Regions from separate parts of the Sus scrofa genome. Here all the other regions are linked to region 3. Evidence: chromatin contacts called from public Hi-C and HiChIP or PLAC-seq data. All regions are on one chromosome and are shown on one strand. Each heading gives the region's core, a stretch centred on a gene start, on an enhancer-like site or on the middle of the called end of the contact. The rest is flanking DNA. Distances are from core to core; before and after follow the strand shown. Region 1 overlaps LOC100514494 (schwannomin-interacting protein 1). Region 2 has its middle 66 kb from the start of IL12A. Region 3 holds the start of IL12A (interleukin 12A).

What was found. A called contact is a pair of places that touch in the nucleus more often than the background predicts. HiChIP or PLAC-seq counts read pairs in DNA pulled down with a chosen protein or histone mark.
Region 1: a contact with region 3 is called in an H3K27ac HiChIP or PLAC-seq map of alveolar macrophages. The contact joins the enhancer-like site here to the promoter of IL12A in region 3. A contact is called at or near these places in 1 of 5 promoter capture datasets (liver), 14 of 47 Hi-C or Micro-C datasets (alveolar macrophages, brain, embryonic fibroblasts and 7 more) and 2 of 2 datasets of contacts at active chromatin or transcription factors (alveolar macrophages and skeletal muscle).
Region 2: a Hi-C map of alveolar macrophages shows a contact between it and region 3, with 2.1 times the contacts expected there. The contact joins the enhancer-like site here to the promoter of IL12A in region 3. A contact is called at or near these places in 7 of 47 Hi-C or Micro-C datasets (alveolar macrophages, blood, embryonic fibroblasts and 1 more).

What each region holds. Positions count from the first base shown.
Region 1 is chr13:99,619,317-99,623,611 of Sscrofa11.1, forward strand. LOC100514494 (schwannomin-interacting protein 1) reads left to right here. Exons shown (of 12, transcript XM_021069725.1): 8 at 3,094-3,211. Among named protein-coding and RNA genes, the nearest start is that of IL12A, 110 kb to the right of the region's middle. Within about 2 kb of position 1,740, at least 6 of the 83 cell types and tissues checked have an H3K27ac peak or open chromatin away from gene starts, as enhancers often do. A contact at or near this core is called in alveolar macrophages and skeletal muscle, where this site is marked.
Region 2 is chr13:99,665,391-99,670,166 of Sscrofa11.1, forward strand. No RefSeq gene overlaps it. Among named protein-coding and RNA genes, the nearest start is that of IL12A, 66 kb to the right of the region's middle. Within about 2 kb of position 3,276, at least 28 of the 83 cell types and tissues checked have an H3K27ac peak or open chromatin away from gene starts, as enhancers often do. A contact at or near this core is called in alveolar macrophages, embryonic fibroblasts and retroperitoneal adipose tissue, where this site is marked.
Region 3 is chr13:99,731,858-99,736,016 of Sscrofa11.1, forward strand. It overlaps IL12A (interleukin 12A), which reads left to right and starts at 1,537. Exons shown (of 8, transcript NM_213993.1): 1 at 1,537-1,656; 2 at 1,659-1,759; 3 at 2,372-2,526. The coding sequence starts at 1,643. It overlaps LOC106507993 (a long non-coding RNA gene), which reads right to left and starts at 2,434. Exons shown (of 4, transcript XR_002337737.1): 1 at 1,683-2,434.

The DNA.
Region 1 (4,295 bases), core at 490-2,989, 110 kb before region 3:
ATGGAAAGGGGCCCGAGCAGGGGTTATGGCTCCTGGACCTTGTAGCACAGAGGCTTCAGCAGCACCAGGTGGCCCCACGCTCCCCACGGCTGCTGCTTGGGAGCTGTGGCTGGGTTTCCCCAAAGCCGCCTTCATCTTAAAACCCGCTTAAAAGCTAAAGGCAAACAAATCCTTCTTGAAACCTGAGTCCGTTTTAAGATGTCTTTACTAAAATCCCCACTGAACTATTAGCTGTTATGTCATATAATTTCCTTTTCCTGAGAGTAACATTCTTGGTGATTACCACTATAAGGAATTATAAGTCTCACCCTGTAAGAAGCTCTGCTCAGTTTCCCACGGTGATAATGTGTTTCTAAGGCGATTTTCTGAATTTCTACCTGAGGTGTTTTTTCATTTCGTTCCGACTACTAAATCCTTCCCTCTTTTTTCCTCTGGCTTTCCTGAGTCACAACGCAGTGTGGGATGGTTGATTTAGGTCTGAATTGATCCTTAGCACAAAAGGTCAGTTTGGGGACAGAACAACAGAATTTAATATCAAACTTTCTTCAGAATGAAAATATATATCTTTGGATGTTTTAAACCTTATCTTGCAGTGGTATTGTGGGTTACTTTATATTTTTATAATCTGTGTATATAGTGGCCCGACACTTCTTTTCAAGACTTTAGTTATTCAAAAAATAAGAAATGCTATATAATCATAGATTCAAATTAGGTTTAATTTGAAATTCCTTTTTATTTTAAAATATGACTTTAAAAATTTTTAATAAAAAAAAAATATGACTTTAAAATACTTAATTTGCACTTTTATTTCCCACTATCTTCCAATCCCAATCCATGGATCTTGAGTTTCATAGTTAAAAATGGGTTGATTTGGGTTTGTTTTCTTTACCAACTACAGACAATAAAATTTTAAAACCTAATTTTTTTTTTTTTTTTTTTTTGGTCATTTTAGGGCTGCACCCATGGCATATGCAAGTTCCCAGGCTAGGGGTCAAATCGGAGCTGCCCCTGCCAGCCACAGCCACAGCCACAGCAACATGGGATCCAAGCCACATCTGTGACTACACCACAGCTCACAGTAACACTGGATCTTTAACCCACTGAGAGAGGCCAGGAGTAGAACATGCATCCTCGTGGATACTAGTCAGATTCACTTCCACTGAGCCACAACAGAAACTCCTAAAACTTAATTTATATGAGATCAAAGGATACCCTGAACATAATAGGTTTCTCCAGAAAAAAAAAAAAAAAAAAAAAAAAAAAAAAAAAATTCCAAAGGAAGAAAGTTAAAAAGAGATAAATTCCAACTAAGTCCAAGCTGCCTAACCGTTAAAGGCAGCTTGGGGGCGCTCTCAGAGAGGTAACCGTGCATCAGGAATTACTGTGACCATGACCAGGCCAGGTATTCAAGTAGCTGACCTCAAAGGTCCTTTTACAAAGTCATATCACCTTTAACATTCTGTGTTCCCTTGTCTAGGCTTTCAGAAAGTAGAGAAAGGAAGTTAATGAGCGCGTACAGAGGACCTGCCCTCTGTCCAGCTCTGAGCTCTTTTCATTCTTCCTACAAAACACTGAATTATTCAGCCAGTTTTACAGAGGAGGAAACTGAGGTTCATAAAGTGATGTGCCCAGGGAAAGAAGTGAGGATTCAAAACCTAAGTCCTGCTGACTCCAAGCACCCTGAGCTAATCACAGCAGAACCGTTGTCTTCTATGCCCGGCCCGGGGCCTGGTTTGCTTGCCTGCACTGGAGGGCCAGAAATGCTGCTATTTCCTTCCTAGGGAAATAAGCTGGGACTTGCAGTAATTATAGAAATTAACAATAGGTGGCGGTACAAACATGTAACAATGATAGTACGTCTGTTAGATTGCAGCACATTTTCTTTTTCTGAGTTTTGTATTGTTTTCAATCAAAGAAGTGTTTTAAATGAGACATCCCTACCCATTTGAATTTTTTAAGGCAAATGTAAATGCCACCTGTGAGACCAGCTGCTCTTTGCATTTGTCACTGTGACAGTAATAACACTGGAGCAGCTTCCACATCTGCTGTCCTAAACCTAGCTTATGGTATATATGATCACGTATGATCCCTTGCTCCTTAAGAGTTTCCTTCTGCCTTTTCTTTCTCTAAGCTTGCACACAGACTGGGGCTACTAGGAATGCTAAGAAAACTGCTTTTTAAAAAAACTCTTTGTTGTCAAACAGTAATGAAATGTGTTCAACTTCAAATGAAGGTTAGGACCGAGAGCTGGATACGGAGCCTGGCTCTGTGTGTAGCAAATGCACAGCCAAGTGGCCCTTTGTGACCACATTTCCAGCAACATCCCTCCTGGAGCTTCCTGGATTTGCCACAAACATAATGAGCTCCCAGGATGTCTCTGCCTCTGAGGCTCTGTGTGTGAGGCAATCTAAGGAGCCTTGCTGTGTTCCAATGTTGTGCCTTTCTGATCAGGTTAGAGGGTTCCTTAAGTTCCTCTAGGGCGAACCTCTGGTGTGTTTTTTTGTTTGTTTTTTTTCTTAATGACATAAATGAGCTCCCTTGGTTGCCTTTTGGCAACTGCCTCAAATAGAATTTTCCTTTGGACAACCCTATTCTATTTGGGGGGAAAAAAGGAGTCTTTCTTCTGAAAGCTGTGGCCCTGGGATGCCAGCTCTAATGAGCATCCTTGGATTGTCCCTGTGGGGCAGGATACTAGATGACACAAGGCAGCCTTATTTGGCTGAGGGCCCATTCATCTCCATTGACAGAAATGTAAACTCCGTGTCTCAACCCATTTTTATTGTGTCCCAACTATGTGTTTGGTAGCATGCCGGGTGCTATAAGGTGGCCTTATTTTCACCCGACATGAATTGTGTGTGGAAAAAACCAATACACTCTGAGTTGAAGTTATCACTTTATCATTTATCGGCATATCAAGTTATCTTTCTTCTCCTCTGGTAAAATTATCATTCATGAGTTGAGAATAATATTGGTCACTCCTTCCTGTGAAGAACACATTAAACTACTTTCCATCAGCAAAACCAGGCAGTTCTTTCGGATGCTGCCAGGTAACAGAGCTGAGTTGAAATCACTGTCCTCTTTGCTTCTGTCCAGCCTGCAGAGTGGGATGAACCTGCAGATATGCTTTGTCAATGACAGCGGCAGCGATAAGGACAGTGATGCTGATGACAGCAAGACGGAAACCAGTTTGGACACCCCCCTGTCTCCCATGGTAAGTCCCAAAGCTGCCATAGAGGCTCAGAATGTGCTTTCCTGGGCATCTGCCTTCTTTTCTCATGTTAGTCAGGAAGAAACATTGAAGAGATTAAAAAAGAAATGTGACATTTCTTGACATGGCACACTCCTAAAATTTGACAGTGAATGAAAAATCAAAATTGTGATCTAGGAAGGATCTATTAGCTCTGTTAAAGTTAGCAACTCCTTTCATATCAACCCATAAGGGAAATTACATAGCCCCTAAAAAAATTATAAAGGAAAACATGCTATATACACCATTCTTTCCCCACTGGGCTTAGAAATATGAGCACAGACTAGCAGTGGGCCACATTTTAAAAGACAGGGGATGAAGTCAGGGCAGGGGTGGGAAGGCTAGCGCTTCAACCTGTTGCTCAGAGAAACCAGCAAGGTCATGTGAGTTAAGCCTGGCTTATTTTCCTTGCACACATATTACAAAAGATGGTTTAATCATCCTGGGTGCATGTTGTTGGGTTTCTTTCCTCTCTCTGAAGTCTGTCCATTGTCTTTCTTACCAAAGATCAACTAATGGGAAACCATACTGGTCGTTGCATGCAAAGCCATGTCAGAAATTCATTGGACATCTGAGATCCTGTCCACTGCAGGGAGCAACATACCACCTTAGCTCTGGGTTAAATATTTTGCCATGCCTGTTCACTTCAAGAAAGTCTTGAGCTGGAGTTCCCGTCGTGGCTCAGTGGTTAACGAATCCAACTAGGAACCATGAGGTTTTGGGTTCGATCCCTGGCCTTGCTCAGTGGGTTAAGGATCCGGCGTTGCCGTGAGCTGTGGTGTAGGTTGCAGACGCGGCTCAGATCCTGCGTCGCTGTGGCTATTGTGTAGGCTGGCAGCTACAGCTCCAATTAGACCCCTAGCCTGGGAACCTCCATATGTCTCAGAAGCAGCCCTAAAAATGGCAAAAAGACAAAAAAAAAAAAAGGGAAAAAAGAAAGTCTTGAGGGTAAGAATCAAAGAAAAGTCTCTAGGTTTTTGTTGTTGTTGCTGTTGTTGTTGTTGCTTTTTTTAGGTCTGTACCCACAGCATATGGAGATTCCCAGGCT
Region 2 (4,776 bases), core at 2,026-4,525, 65 kb before region 3:
TAAAATTCATTGCCTAGGAGTTCCCGTTGTGGCTTAGCGGGTTAAGGACCTGACATAGTGTCTGTGAGGATATGGGTTCAATCCCTGGTCTCTCAGAGTGGGTTAATGATCCAGCATTGCTGCAATCAGAGACATAGTTTGTCGATGTGGCTTGGATCTGGTGTTGATGTGGCTATGGCAGTGACATAGGCCAGCAACTGCAGCTCCAATTGGACCCTTAGCCTGGGAATTTCCTTATGCCATGGGTGCAGCTGTGAACAGGAAAATAGAAAAGAAAATTCATTGCCTAGTTTATTAAAGTTGATTGTCTGACACAGCATGTGCTCTGCCCCAAGTCACAGGATCGAGCAAAGCAAAACTGGGTTCAAACTCAGTTCCCTAGGTTCTGAGGTCACTAGTTTTCCATTCTGCTGGGCAGCTGGGTTAGAGGGCACCTGGAAGCCCATCTCCCTGTGCAGGGGCCCAGGCCATAGTGCACAGTGAATATCCTCACATATTCCTCTACTCTGGGTCACCCCAATTCTGATTGTTCCCCTTTTCTTTGTGGCTTCAGTGCTCCTCAAGACCACAATTCCACCTGTTAGGACAGAGAAGACTTCTCCCTCTTGCTGAAGGCCTCAGCCCTGGGCTGAGGTTCAGCTATTAGCCACAGAGGAAAACCAGTCCTTATTGCTTCACAGCAGGACGTTACGCTTCTTCAGAGGGCCCCCACCAAGCATTTATGCATACGCTCAAAACGTCCTGAGTACCTACCACGTGTCACACACTGTCCCAGGCCCTTTGGGGGGAAAGGTGAGGCAGGTACAGTCAGTCCTTGACCTTTCGAACCCCCAGATTGTCAGTGGTGGAATCAGGATTTGAACCCAGGCAGGTTATGAATTTTATATTAAAAGGCTTCTCAGAGTTCACAGGGTCCAATCCTCCCATTTCAGAAATGAAAAAGCTGCTTCCATATTTACTAGGTGCTAGGCAGTATTCTAAGGACTTGAAAAATGTGAAATAGGTACAAAAGAAAAAACAAAGGCAAAGAATTTTTAAGTGACATGCCTAAGATCGCATAGCCAGGCAAAAATGGCCAAGCTGAGTTTCAAACCCAGATAGTCCAGCTTTAGCATCCACACTCTCAACTGTCTAACTGAGGGAGGGGTAGGATGCCAGGGCACAGGGAGCTGCAGGCCCCAGGTCCCTCTGCCAGGTTGCCAGCCCTTCCCCCACCCCTTTTAGAATGCCCACACACATATACCCAAATCTTCTGACAGAGCAGACCTGGGCCAGGCTTGAGCCAGAGAGCAGAGATGCTATCTGTGACAACCCTGAGAACAAACAAGAGAGGGGTTTGTTCTCTGCTATTTTTTCCCCCGGCCTTGAATCAGCCTAGAGTGATTAGTTTCCCAGCATCTCCCAAGTCACCCAGAAAAGCACCCAAGACACAATGGAGACTAAGCAAAAAGCTTTACCCACCCACCCTTCCAGCTAAGTCCTTCCCACTCTTCTCTCTCAAATCCTGCAGCCTCCTTTGCCCTTGACCTGACTTTGAAAGAACAAAGCATCAGTCTCCCATTAGGGCTGACAATTGAGTAAAAAAATGGGTTGAGACAGATCTGCTAGTTGGACCCAAGGGGCTCATGAAATGTGGCATCAAAAGCCCTCTCTGGGGGGCTCTCAGGCACAGCACTCCAGTTGGCACTAGGCAGGGCAGAGCTATGGAATCTCGACAGAGGCCTCAAGTCTACCAGCCCTGAGTCTTGGCTGCAGAGACACCCTCTTCTCCCCATGAGTACATTTTTTCAGCTCCTTCCTGCTGCCAGAGATTAGACTCCAGTTTCCTCTGCGCTGATGTTTCCAGGTCTCAGCTGTGTCAGCTTCAGTCCCTGCAATAGAAAGAACCTGGCCCAAAAAGACCCCTAACTCTGCTGCTGCTTTCCAGGTCTCACAGCTTGCCAGCCATCTCTTGTCCCATAACTACTGCACATCCACTATGTGCTGGGCATCATGCTCAATGCCGAGATCACGTAGTGAATAAGGCAAACATGGTTCCACTTTTAAGGAATTTATAATCCAGTGGGGACACAGGTAATCACGACAAGGATGAACAAGTACAGGGCTAGGGAACCTAGCCTCATCTGGCTGGTCATGGAAGGCTTCCTGGAAGAAGGGATATCTGAGATCTGAGGAACTAGTGAGACTTAACCAAGCAGATGAGGAAGGAGAACTGGGTAAAATGTATTTGAGGTAGAGAGAGGAGCATGTGCAATGGCTTTCAAGAAATGAAGGTTATAAAGAGTATGAGGGCCAGGATGGTCATGGAATGTGGAGAGAGGCTGGAGACATTACAACGGGCTGGAGATCAGGTAGAAGTTGGGTTTATGAAGACAATTGTGGCCAGTATGTAAGCAAGAGTGGGGCTGGCTGACCCCTCACTCTTTCTCAGGCAATGACTCAAGTCCACTAAGCAACCTGGTCGGTCAGCTCCGGTATCACTTACTCAGAAAGGCTTTCCTCAGAGTTCCCATGGTGGCTCATCAGGAATGAACCTGACTAGTATCCATGAGGACCCAGGTTTGATTCCTAGCCTTGCTCAGTGGGTTAAGAATCCAGTGTGGCTTTGAGCTGTGGTGTAGGTCATAGACACAGCTCAGATCCCATGTTGCTGTGGCTTTGTGGCGTAGGACAGAGCTGTAGCTCCAATTCAACCCCTAGCCTGGGAACTTCCATATGCCCCAGGCACTGGTGCGGCCCTTAAAAAAACAAAAAACAAAAAACAAAAAAAGAAAGGAAGTCTTCCCTTGAGTTCCTCAGTTTACCTGGGGAGGAGGGCAGAACACTGGCTTGAATGAAGTTTGGACATTTTGACTGAACTCGGCTGGGACCAAGAAGCTATGATACAGGTATGGACTGAACCCTGAAGAGGGATGCAACGGATCTCAGTCAGCCAGAGGTCCTGGAAAACTAATGCCTTCCAACTTACCATCAAGGGTAGATGCTCCTCACTCAAACCATTCCACAAGGTCAGGGACTGTCTGTGAACAGCAGAGGGAACCAAAGCCGGGCCTTTGAGGAAGAGGTTTGAGGATACTGTGGGCGTTTCTCATAAAAGGGTAAACAGGAACTTTCATTTTCTCTTGGCCTCTGGGCAGGTATGAACAGCAACACCAAACTACTGAGCCTTTTCACCAGAAGCAGCGGTTACTCTCACAACAAACCACGCTGACAGTCTCATTACTCAATCCTGATGGTTTAAAAACCCCAAAGGGCTTAGCAGTAACCATCAGAGAAGTGAGAGGAGGGAAGACCTGTGAACTAATGGGGCGGGAGCGGGGCCCCGGGTGTGGGCGGGACCGTGCGCACTCGGAAGCCGAGATCAAGAAGAGAGGCCAACTCCGAATTGGTTGGAAGAAAGCTGGTCACCTCGGAAAGAGGGAAACGAAAAATCCTATACATGTGAGTCTAGGCTCTGGGGATGGAGCCAGGGCGAACGGAATTTCCTCTTGCTGTTCAGGAAGGAGGGTTTCGTGAGGCATGTCTCTAAGGCAGAAAGCAGTGATTCATCAGCACAGCGCTCTGTGTCCGTCCTCAGGAAGAAATGAGGCCCTAGGGCTCCGAAGTTCCCATCAGTCTTTTCTCTTGAAAGGCTACTGTGAAAAGACGGTCGAAAACTTGACAGATGTCAGTATTAACCATATCTTGAACGATGAGCGCTTCTCAAGCAAGAGAGTAGCAGTTAATTTATGGATGTGTATACAGTTAGAATAGTCCCTGGAAGCATGTCTTTCTCATTTCTTAAAACCACATCTCAAGTGGTACTTGAGGTCCACGGAGGCTCTGGGCCCTGAGAGGAGAGTATTTCTTTACTTTTTTCAAGATGCTCACTTCATTTTATTTTATTTTTTTGCCTCCACGTGGGAATTCCCTGGCAAGGAATCAGATCTGTGCTATAGCAGTGACCATGCTAGATCCCTAACCAGTTGAGCCACTAGGGAACTCTAGGGGAAATTATTTCTTGAAGCAGGTGAACTTCTCAGGGACTAGCACCAACCGGCTTTGACTAAGTATGGCTTGTAAATAAGTTTGGAAACAAAGGGAGACTTTGGTGATCAATGAAAATGATAAATGGGCTGGGAAAGTGAGCATTATGTAGGAAGGCTACAGAAATTGAGGTCATTTTTTGGTCTGGAGAAATAGGTTGAAAAAGAAAAGCCTGAGGTAGCTGGTGGGGCTTTGGAGAGCAGAGCCCTTGATAACAGTCATCAGATAGATTAAAAGTTATGTGAAAGATATGAGTAAGGTCTTTTTAAATCCATGGGGGGCAGAGGGGGAATGAGAAAATGCACTTAACTAAACACTCAGTTCTCCAACCCATTTTGCACACGTCCTTCCCCCCCATTCTCTGCTCCAAAAGCTAGAGAACCTGGGAGTTTTCTACACATACACTTTTCACTCATGCTATGGCTTTATCTCTGTAGCAATCATTTTTCAAAATAGCTGCCAAACAACTATTGATCTCTGTTTAACAGAATATGAGATCATCAGTAAAATACAAGATTTCATATGAGTAGGCATATTATCTCAGCTATCACTTCTGTCCTCAAAAGTCCCCTTGCTTCCCATGTTCAAGGTCATTGGTGCCTTATAAAAATGATGATAAACAGGCTTCAACGATTTCAAGAACGCTCAGCGTCTCTCACATTTGGATTCAAGCCCTCTCACTCTAGTCTGGTTTCCTAATATGCCGTTCCATTTTCCCAAACCTGGAGACTCCACAGAGCCTCTGGACTG
Region 3 (4,159 bases), core at 287-2,786:
TTAGTAGAGTCTAGCCCTGCCAAGTGTTCATGGTAGAGTCTCAACAGCAACCTCATCCATTCTGACTTTATCAGGGGCCCAAAAGAAGTACCCATTCTTTTCTCCTGTATCCCAAAAGGCTTATCCCTATCCAAGATGAGCGCATCTGCACAAAGGTGGGCACTGGCAGCCCCCAGTGCCTTGGGACCTTAGTGCAGTCAGATCCATCCAAGGATCTGAGTAGCTGACTAAACACACCCCTCCCTTGCACACATACCCAGGGTGACTAACACTCGTGGTAGAAATGAGTGAACTGAAAAGTCCCACAGGAACCTCAAACCTGACACATCCAAAAATGGAACTTCTCAGTGTCTCCTCCAAACTCAGTCTCCTCTTACAGTAACCCCTGTGCAGGAAGTGGAACAACCTTCATTCAGCCATTTTCAGCACCTTCCTGTCCCTCTTACCTGAGGAGTTACCAAGTCTTGTCCCTCCCCACCCCGAGGATCCCTCTTGCCCACCCTGGGTTCTCCATTCTGAAGGAGACCTTGGCCATGCCCTCCCAATCCTGACCCTTGGGATACATCCTCCATACTACCGCTGAAAGATCATCCCATGAAAGTCCAACCATGTTTCCTGCCTAAAACCCTAGAAGGCTCCCACCACCCTCAGCATAATGTACAACCATTAGCATGGGATCTTCTACTCTCATGGCACAGCCTCATCATCCACTCCAACCTCACACCCAGTAGCAGGACCTCTAGATCACCATCTCCCTCTGCCTTCCCTGATGTGCTTCTGACCCCTGTTCTCTCAACTTAGAACCTGTACCCCTTCCCACTGGAAGTGGTCCAATGCATACTCATCCTTCAACTCTCAGGTGGTGGGTGCCTTCCTTCTGGGAGCCTTTGCTGCCTCATCCCCATTGTTCCTGCTGAGGTTGCCCCCTCTCAGACTTCTCCTCTCAGTACATCCTGTACATCCATACTACTGAATTGTAAGGATTCTTCCCTGGACACTGTAAGAAACTGGATTCTCAAGAAAGTAGTTATTGCATAGCCAGTCTGGTTTCATCCCTTTACGTGTTTAAGGTGGTACTCATGAACAAAACACATTGAGTCAGGTTTGGTGTGGGAACGCTCCAAGGTGATCTGTTCACCGTTGGGTGCCCGCACCTGGCACAATGTCAGCCTGGCACACGGTGGATCATCTGAATAAATGAGTGATAAAATGAATGATCTGCCCATCTCCATCCAGGACTAAGCAGGAGGTCACAATCAGGACACACCCTGGATATAGATGGAGAGAGGGAGGCACTACTTTGCGCTCCTTCGGGAGGGGGCGCTGCAGGGCGGCAGAGCCGGGCCTCTGTAGCCGGGGGCGGGGGGCGTCCAAGGGTGGCCGGCAAGGGGTCGGGCTTGCCCGGGGACCCTGCGCAGCGACACTGCCAGAATTTCACTTTCGTTTTGGGCTAGGCCGGAGGCGGCGGGGCCGTCCCGGAACGATTGCGGCCGGGCGCCCGGAGTTAATCCGAAAGCGCCGCAAGCCCCGCTGGCCAGACTCCACGTGTCACCGAGAAGCTGATGTAGAGAGAGACACAGAGAAAGAAAGCAAGAGACTGGAGTCCTGGGAAAGTCCTGTCGTGCCTCGGGCAATTATAAAAATGTGTTCCCCTGGGTCGGCCTCCAAACTAGCGCCCTCACCTGCGACGTCCATCCATCTGCGTCCAGCCGCCGACTCGCTGTCACCGCAGCGCCGCTCAGCATGTGCCCGCTGCGCAGTGAGTAACCGGCCAAGAAAGACTCAGCGCTCGGGCGGGAGGGGTGGCGGCCGGGAAAGAGGAGGCAGAAATTTGGGACAGACTACTCAGAGACTTGTGCAGAGGAAAAAGAAAGGGGGAAAGACACTGGGTGCTTACCATGAGCTCCATAGGATGTGGTCTCTTGAATCCTGAAACAGCGCCATGAGCTAAATATTATGCCCACTTCACGGATGAGAAACTGAGGCCGCACGGAATGGTTTTCTGCCCAGGTCCCTGGGCTACAGCTCTAAGAGGACAGTTCTCAGATGGCTTCAAAGCGGGGCTTCGTCACTCCACTGTTTCCAAAATACTGGGTTGTTTCACCACCTGGCCTCAGTTTCCCTCCTCTTGAAATGGAGACTTCTTCTGGGTGAACCCTTGACTGAACTCACAAGGTGGCCAATGATGGAGAGTTGGCTTTCAACCCTAGAATAGAATGCCCCCCTTAAAGAACCCAATTCATCCCTTAGCTGTTGAGAAAGAGTGGAAAAGAGTGGAGGGAGGTTGGTGCCCAGAAGTGGATGGGTGGAATGGCCAGAAGGGATGAAAGGCAGAGGCAGGCCAGCTCATCCTGCCCCCATTCCCCTCCAGACCTCCTCCTTGTGGCCACCCTGGTCCTCCTCAACCACCTGGACCATCTCAGTTTGGGCAGGAGCCTCCCTGCAACCACAGCAGGCCCAGGAATGTTCAAATGCCTCAACCACTCCCAAAATCTGCTGAAGGCCGTCAGCAACACACTTCAGAAGGTAAGATTTTCAATGTCTTTGTTCCCACTTGGCAGCCTCTCTAGTGAAGGGGCAACTGGAACCCCTGGTCACTTGAAGGAACTGCAGGGAAATTGTGGAAGTTAATCAGGAGCTGTCAAGACAGGAAGATGGAACTTTACAAATGGTGCAACTATTAGCTAAAGAGTCTCAATGAAATTGTGTCTCCAGAGAAAGCAGTAGTGGTAATAAATTATAATGGCATTCATTTTGGCTGTGTCTACACAGAGGAAAGTGGATATTTACAGTGTTCCCTGTAGCCTGCCCACAGACATGGAATTATATCAGGCCCACATGTTTCTCTGACACACTTATCAATCCAGGAAACCATTATTAGGGGCGGCGTCTGTGCTCCAGGGGCTACAAAGACGAATTAGCCTTGCTCCTCACGCTCCTCACCAGCTTCCAGCCTGGTGTCTCGGTCCCGTGTTGGAGCAAGACATTTCAGGGAGCTTGTGTGACAGTGAATGTCCAGGCTTCATTTTCTAGGGAGAGAACTATCTAATTTTATTTACTGCATCAGTCATTTTTTTCAGGTTTTATATTTTAATGCAATTTTTTTTTTCTCTTTTTGAAAGCACTCCGCCATCTATAGCTTTTGCTGCAGCGGCCTAAGATTGATGTTTTAAAAGATGTCATTTTGCCTTTCTGCTCTGCAGTAAATCTTTCTTGAATATTTCTAACTTGTTGCTCTAGGAAGATCTTAAAGTAAGCTCAATAGAGTTCCCTGGTGGCTCAGTGGGTTAAGGATCCAGCATTGTCACCACTGTGGCTCAGGTTGCTGCTGTGACGCGGGTTCAATCCCTAGCCCAGAAACTTCTGCATGTCAGGGGCACAGCCAAAAAAAAAGTAAAAAGTAAGCTCAGTGCCACAGCCCTTCTTAAAGAATTCTTTTCTTCCCCCTTCTAATCTTTCATAATGTGCTGCCACGTGCTCCTTACAGTTCAATCAATCTTAATTAAAAAGGCAGCTCACCAAGTGAAAACTGCAGGAATAAGTGCTTTGATTCCTGAAGAGATGTTCTCTAGGTAAAATTTAGGAGCTCCAATTTAAATAGATGCTGTAAGTGAAAAAGCTGACTCTTCTACACCCAGATGCAGCACCAAAGGTCAAAAGATTGCAGAACTCAGTTCAATTTTTTTTTTAATATGATTCCTGTGTCAAATTTGCCATAACATATCAGTTAGCTACTGCAGAGAAAATATAGGTGAATACATGTGATTACAGGCCAGATCCAGCCCACAGATCTGTAGAATTTGGCTCATGTTGTATATATTTTGATTTTTGAGTTTGATGCCACTTTGAAGAAACAGACCTTTCATATAAGAATCCAAATTTCTAGCTTCTCTTGAAAAGATGTGAAGAACTATAGCAATGGACCCACATTTCCAAATCTAACACTTTTTTTGCTCTATTTATTTATTTTTTTCATTTAATAAGTGTTTATTGACTGTGTACTATGTGCCAGGCACTATTTTATAGATACTTAAAAGTCATCTTTTTTTAACTACACAATAATAGTAATAGAGCAATAATCACAGTTTCATTTTGGAATAAAGGAAAGTAATTATCACAGAAATAAAACTATTGTGTTATTTGGAGATTTTTCCTTATT